Linked DNA regions of Anas platyrhynchos: region 1 is linked to region 2. A link is a contact called in public Hi-C data. All regions are on one chromosome and are shown on one strand. Each heading gives the region's core, a stretch centred on a gene start, on an enhancer-like site or on the middle of the called end of the contact. The rest is flanking DNA. Distances are from core to core; before and after follow the strand shown.

Region 1 (3,735 bases), core at 1,155-3,654, 63 kb before region 2:
TTCCTCTACACAAGCACCGTTAGTGCATCCACCCATCCTCCTGGCCACCCCCGCCAGCTCCCACCCTAACCAGACAGTTCCCATCGCACTGACCGCTCCCCAGCCATCCTCGCTGACACCCAATTACCGCTCTGACAGCCCCTGCCCATGCTCACAAATTCATCTCCTGCCTGCTCCTCCCTGTCCACTGCCTTCCACGTCCCAGCTGGTCACCAAGCCACAGAGCTGACCCTGCGAGCACCTCCTGGCCGTATTTCCACCCACCCATCTGCCACGTCTCTAGAACTACTGTTAAACCTAACAGACTACCTGTTTAACAGTGTAGAGGCCAGTCTCTGGTACTTGCTGAAGTTAGAAAGATGTAACTGCAGTTAGAAAAGCCCTTTATTGCCAGATTTACAATCGGAGGGCTGGCTTCTTAACTCTCTTACCCCCAGAGCTAAGCCTACGCAAGGCAGAGGTACTGCCCTGAGTGAGGCTAGAGGGTTGGTGCAGGTGCCTGTATCCTTGCAGGCGATAGTCTCTGGAGCTCCTGCTGTGGCTGGATGAATTGACAGAGTTCAAGGCAGAGTCCATGGGGTCCAGGCGAGGCTCCAAGGGCCCTGGGAGGCCATCTCCCAGAACAAAGGTTTCACCTGGAACGCACCAAGCTGCAATCAGTGCACATGAATGCCACGCAGCCCCACGTCACGGCTCAAGAGCAGTGAGCAGAGCCGCGGCAAGGCAGCACCATGCAGGGCGTACACGCGGCTGCAGGAGCAGGTGTCACACCGCTGCACTGAGGGGCTCCTCCAAAGTACCCAAACTGCAATATGCACGCCTAAAGCACTGCGGCCTGGTGTTTGCCTGGCAAGCTCCAGTCCAACCAGGGAGCAGCGGTAACGGTTGATACCCAGATTTGAGCAACAGCTACTCTGCTAATGCCACCACCAGCTCCAGGTTGCATTCCTGCAGCCTCTTACTGCTTCCACGACTGCTTTGAGCTGGGAGAGGAAGCTCCCTGCATTTCAGACTCAAGGCCCACACATCATGGGCATCAGTGTGCAAGGGAACGGCCTGGGCCATTGGGACTGTGGGGGTATTTAGCCAGACTCATGCCTTGGAGTGGACAGCAGCACACACAGAGCAGGAGGGAGCAGCAGGCTCCTCCGAGCAGCTCACCTGCCCCATCATGGCCAGCAGTGGCATGGGGCAGCACCCAGAAGTGGGGATCAGCTGTGCACCCCTCCTGCCTTGCGGCTGGGCCCTTCAGTGCACAATGAAGCTGGTGACCAGCACCCATCGCTGGGGCAGGACAGAAGGCTCTCCCCAGGCAGGGGTCCAACTGCCTGCTTGGCCTCCTCACCAGCCCTTCCAGGGTGGGGAATGGAGAAAGCTGCCCTGGATGATGTTCCACTGAGATCTGCATACCAGCAAGTGAACCTCTGGGCAAGATTTCCCTTTGCTGTTATACTGGGATGGTTACATCCTAGGACCACGTTTGTAGGTTTTACTATGGCACAATGCAACCTAATCTCAGTCCAGGTGGAGCTGGTGCTTTATGAATCATCCTCAAATTCTTGGGTTCTTTATCATGAAAAACCTGGCAAGTTTGCACAGCTGGAAAGTGTCTCCTACGAGGCGTGGTTCCTGTGTACATGTACTCCTCTGGGCTGTGCCACTGCGCCTGGCTGGAAACTGCAGCACCTTCACCAGCACCCACCCAAACGCTGCAGCAGGCTGCGAGGAAGGGGAAGCCTTGGGAGCTGCTCCAGCAGGAGAAAATCCAGCACAACTGGTGCTGAAGTGGGATGGTGGTGCGGGTGCTGAGCTGGCGTCACAGCCCATGAAACCCAAAAGTTCTGCCCAGGCATTTCTGCTAGGCTGACGCTTTTATGCTCCAGAGAAGGGAGATGCAGCTTGCCTGAGCCCAAACCCAAGTGCTCCAGAGGCTGGGCCCTGCCAACCTTCTCCTGGAAGCAATTTACTTTCTTTGTTTCCTATGAACTCCAAGGCTATTCTGTGAAGTGGGATCCTCTGTTTTTGGTGCTGTTGCTGTCTGTATTTGAGCAGAGAACCCAGGGGCAAGCTCAGCTGTGGGTGGGCAGACCTCAGCTTGCCAGGCAGCACCTCATTATGTCGTAAGATACAAACACCCCTTTTTGCCTGGCTGCTCAGCAGTCCAGTGAAGCAGGTGTGAGCTTATCACCTTCATAAATGCAATGCTCCATCTTGTGAGTTTTGCTGCTCTGCATCTGAGGCACTTCTGCATTTATTTGCTCTTAGGCCACTGTGATGTTCTTAGAAACCAACAGCACATCCTTAAGGAGCAGAACCAGTGCTCATGTAAAGACTGATACTCTCTGGGTGATGTTTGCTGGCCGGCGTGCCAGCAGTTTCCCATGTGGGAAGATGTGTTTTCACTTGCTCTCTGTGAATCAGACAAGGGGTTCTGATTCATGACTGTTCCTGAATAACTCTGCACTCCTCCGTCACTCCTGTTCCACACTGGAACAGCACAAAACTGGGTGCAAACCCAGCACTGAGCTGGCTGCCTGCTTCCAAGGCAGACTGAGACTCCCTGTCCTGAGCCCAGACACGCAGTGGATGCGATTTGCACCACTGGCTCTTCATAGGAGCCCCTTCGCAGAAGCTACCTTGGGTTTCCTCTCCAACATCAGGACAGTTTTTCTTGAAACACAAATCACTTCCCATTTCATACACACTTCTTGGAACATCTGTGCAAAGGGTTACGTCTGACTCCTGGAACGTGCGGTGGCGTGAGAGCAGCTGGGGGGCACAGCCTGCTGCACCGCTCTGCGTGCCTTGTGGCAGGACAGGGGCAGGCACAGCAGAGATATGGCACAGGCAGGGGTCTGTGCAGCTCAGCTCCAGCCTCCAGGGAAACACGACTCCCTCTGCGAGTGACGCACAGCCTCAGCTTGCCAGGAAGCCCCAGATGTGCTGGGTCAGGCAGAAGTGCGTGTCCAACTGCTAATGACGACACCGAAGCTCATGCAGAGGGATGTTTGTCAGCAGAATTTCAGAGCTCGGCTGGAGAAGGCTGCAGCTTGGGAGGCTGGAAGACCACATGCATAGGTTCGTGTCGGTGCAACACTAAGGATCCAGAACTCACCCTCGAAACATATTTAACTCAACAATTAACACGCTGTCATTATTCTGACGTGAATGCTCTGTGATGCGTTCTTCAAATATGTGATCATGTTCTCACACGTGCTCATGATCAAACATCCGAAGAAGAGCATGCAGCCACACAACTTGGGAGCACTGCTTTTTTGCCTAGAATTAAAGCTGCACACTCATCCTCAGGTTCCCTGTCTCAGGGTTGGTGAGTGCTTGGTTGTGCTGTAAATACTGCAGCAGAGCTGGAGGCTTCTTGGTAGGGTCAGTGCAAGAGAGGTCTCGAACTTTCTTAAAAATGCAAACACACAGGGAGCTGCTTACACAAATGATACCGTCAGAGAGGGGAGAGGGAAACAAAGCAAAGGGAAAATTTTGACTAGCTCTGTGAATCAGCTACAGCAGAAGACAACATGCTTCTGCAGGTGGCAGCGCACAGACTGCTTTCAGGCACACACACTATCCAGAATCCTTCTGCCCTTGATAACTAGTTTTTGGAGGGAGGAGGAGGTGGTTAATTCTTAGGCAGATTTCTTATATGAACTGCTAGTTTTAAATACAGGCTTGCTTTTGGAGCATTGTAGGAAAACATGCCACAATTAGTGGTGGAGAGGC
Region 2 (3,629 bases), core at 834-3,333:
CTCAGATGTAAATGCTAAAGCAGGAGCACCTTGGGTCAACTTCTGTCTCTCAAAACAAATCACACTTCAACCTTTACTAAAATAAAGATCTGAAATAGCACAGCCGTGTGTATTTCCATCTCGCCCACTGTAAAAGTCTCTTCCTATTTCCGTCTGCATTTTCATACCATCTACTGGGCAGACCCTGAACTACCCGACCACGCAGCACAGACCCTCCCAGCAGCTCGTCCCAAGCGCCGGCTGCCCACAGGCTGGGCTCCATCCCCTACAGCAGCGCCGAGTTACCAGCTGCTGCTGGTGACAGCTCTGAAGCACAAGGGAGGTATGAAACTATCACCCTGTATGCCAAATATTTCCAGAATGTGTGCTGGGACACCTCACCCTGGCCAGCTAACGTCCGAGAGCAACACCTGAAAGGGAAGAGGCCAGCAGAGAGGAGGAGAGGAGGCAGCTGTCCCTCTGCCAGCAGCTCGGCACAGGCAGCCGTGCGCCGTTACTCCAGCAATTGAAGTGATACGGGAGAGCGTTTTCCCCAATATTACTGGCTGCTGGAGAGGAGCTGCCACATGGCTGTTCTCAGCCACTCAGAGCACAGTGTTTACTATAAACAACAACAGTAAACAGAAATGGAGCCAAAAATCAAAGCTGGGTACCCTGGAGCTGGGTCTCTGCGTTCTTATTTTATCCACGGAGATAATTAAGTTCAGTATAGAGCTGCTGAACCTAAAACGGCCAAGGCCAAAGCCGATGTTACTGAGCATATCCAAAATACAGGCCACAGACTTGGATTTATTATCTCTGCCTTCAGTCATCAAGACTCCAAACTGCTGCCACAGTTTTACACCAGAGCTTCAAAGAGCGTGTGGATTGAACCTGAGCGATGTGCGGTAGAAGCCAGCCTGACACCGTATTTATTTTTAAACATCTTAATATGCATGAAAAGCTCGATTTTGCTCGAATCCCAGCTCCGCTCAAACCCTTGGTTCAGAGGGGCTACGAAGGAGAAGCAGATGCTCCCCCGGGGACAGTAATTGCGGGATGTCTCTGGCCAGTCCCTGGGACTGCCTTTCACCCCTCGCCAGCAGTGTCCCAGGGGCAGGTCTGTGCGCGATGCCCGCTCCTGCTCCCAGCTCTGCCCTTGTCCATCCCCACACCACGGCCTCGCTGCTGTCCTCCAGGGCTTGCGGCCAGGGGCAGGCAGCACCGCGGGCTGGCAGCGGGAGCCTGCGGCACCTCCAGCAGCACGTCCCCGTGTCCCCGCTCCCTTTTCATACCCGGGGTGTCAGCGGGCAGCACACAGCACCGGGGCGGGCCAGGGGCTCAGGCAGCCTGCTGAAAGCACTCACGGGCCGTCGGGGGCCGATGCGAGGCACCGCAAAGCGCTGCGGGAACAGCTCAGGACCCGAATCCCCCTGCACTTAACGGGGCCCCATCGCCCAGCCCTGCCCGGAGCCAGCTCAGGGGGCGCAACAAAGCCCCGAGCTCCCGGGGCTGCTCCGCGGGCAGCCGGCCCCGGGCCCGACAAGGGGCAGGAGCGGGGCCGGGCCCCCAAGGGCACCAACAGGTGGCGGCGGGGCCGGGCAGGGCCGGGCCGGGCCGGGCAGCGCGGGGGGGGCCGGGCCGGGGCGCTGCCAGGCCGGGGCGCTGCGGGCCAGGCGGCGCTGGGGCCGCGCTGACAGCCGGGCTCCGCTCCGCGCTGCTCCGCGCCGGGCCCGGCCGCGCCCCCCGGGCTGCCCCCGCGGGCGGCGTTGGGGCCGCGCTGCCTTCGCCCACCCCGCGGGCAGCGCCGTGCCCGGAGCCCCGCGGGCGGTGCCGGCCGGGCCGTGCCCAGCGCCGCGCCTCCCGGCCGGGCCGAGCCAAGCCGAGCCGAGCCGAGCCGGGCCGGGCTGGGCCGGGCCGCGCCGTGCCCGTCCCCCGCCGCCCCCTCACCTGCGCGGCCGCCGGGCGCTGCTGCTCAGTCCCTCGCCGCCGCCATGTTTCCGATGCGCAGTGAAGGCGGGGAGCGGGGGAGGGAGCGCGGCGGCCGGCGGCCCGGCCCGGCCCAGCGCCGCCCCCTGCCGCCGGGACAGCGCCGCGCGGGGGCTGCGGGGCCGCGGGGGGCCCGGCCCGGCCCGGCCCGGCCCGCACGGAGGGGAGGCCCCCGGCGGGGCCCGGCGCTGCGCGGCCTCCGCTGCCCCCCCCACCCCCCCGCTCCCCGTGCCCCGGGCCCGCTGCACGCAGGTGTTGGCCGGGCCCGGGGCCTGACCCCCGGCTCTCCCCTCGGCCCCCCGCGGACACGCCGCGGGTGTGGGGGGCTGCGGGGCGCCCGCGGGGACCTCGCGTCCTAACCCGGCCGTGGGACGAGCGGGAGAGGGGCCCCAGGGGACGCCGCGCTCCCCCTCGGCAGCTGGAGCCATGCTTCTGTCCAGCCTGCTGCTGCTTCGTGGCGGTGCTTGGAGATGTGTCCCGCACACAGCTCACACCCGGCCAGTGGTGCCGTTGGATAAGGGGCATCTCGTTCCCCCCACACCCCCAAACTTTCTCTTTGGCCCCCCAGATGCCCCCCGGCCTCGTGTCCCAACCAGGCCCTCGCCCTGCATGCAGCCCTGCAGCCACGTTGCAGGTGGGGACAGCACAGAGGGATCCCAGCGCCCCAAACCTCCCTGCCCCCAGCCAGAGGGCACCTCAAGCCACTGCTGTACTCAGTGCAGAGAGCGCAGAATACGGTACGGGAGGTGCTCAGTACCTTCATGGCATCCTTCATGGCTTGCAGACCAACCCTTGTGCAAGCCAACCCCCACCAGAGGTGGACGTGCCCTGTCCTGCAGTGCAAGCAGAGCCTACAGTACCCTGAACCATCCCCTAGCACCCCTCAGCTAGAGAAAACTCAGTCCGACACACGGCTACTCTAAGGGCCACCTTTGTCCCCTTTCCCCCTGTGCACCAACACAGCCACAGCCACCTCTACCCACAGCAGAGCCCCCCACCCGCTCACGCCTGCCTCTGTCCTGTCCCCAGGTCTCTGTGCCCCACAGGGTGGGCAGGCAGCAGAAGCCCCGGTGCAGCCAGAAGGCAGCAGCACACGGTGGTCCTGGAGCCAGGTTCCCAGCTGAGGGTGCCATTTCCCTCTTGTTCTGCACAAATGTTCTGGCTGCTGGGTTGGCCATGCTGAGGACCCCACTTCCATTGCAAGATACTGCAACTGAACAAAGCCATTCATCTTAATTATCAACTAGATCGTGCTGCGGCTAGTTACAGAGCAAGAGCTTGTGTCCTCTCTCTGTGTGCTGGCTTGCCTGAAAAATACCAACACGTATATTGCATTCTGGAGATCTAGTTATCTTCAGAGCTGCTCGAGTCAATGGTCAGTGAGTGTAAAGGACTGCTGCTGGGTAATTGTGACTTCTCACAATACAGATATTTCACTGAGAATATGGAGACATCACTTTGGAGTGACTCATGGACATATGTGACAAACCTTCTCAGGAAAAAAGCACCTGAATGCTTTCCAAAGTGCACGTAGTGACATGACGAACATCTGAGTCTCTCCCTGACTGTTCTCTTGTGCTGTGGGATTACATGGAAACTCATGAATTTTAGCTCAAAACCAAAGCAAAAGATCAGAAGGAAGCATCCTTGGTGCAGATGGA

The links. Hi-C and Micro-C count contacts between places; a contact is called where the count stands out from the background.
Region 1: a contact with region 2 is called in a Hi-C map of skeletal muscle, with 1.7 times the contacts expected there. The contact joins the enhancer-like site here to the promoter of SCMH1 in region 2. A contact is called at or near these places in 2 of 8 Hi-C or Micro-C datasets (skeletal muscle and subcutaneous adipose tissue).

Annotation. Positions count from the first base shown.
Region 1 is chr24:6,671,265-6,674,999 of IASCAAS_PekinDuck_T2T, reverse strand. It overlaps SCMH1 (Scm polycomb group protein homolog 1), which reads right to left. Exons shown (of 14, transcript XM_072027297.1): 12 at 432-635. Among named protein-coding and RNA genes, the nearest start is that of CTPS1, 30 kb to the left of the region's middle. Within about 2 kb of position 2,404, at least 5 of the 8 cell types and tissues checked have an H3K27ac peak or open chromatin away from gene starts, as enhancers often do.
Region 2 is chr24:6,608,427-6,612,055 of IASCAAS_PekinDuck_T2T, reverse strand. It overlaps SCMH1 (Scm polycomb group protein homolog 1), which reads right to left and starts at 2,083. Exons shown (of 14, transcript XM_072027297.1): 1 at 1,930-2,083.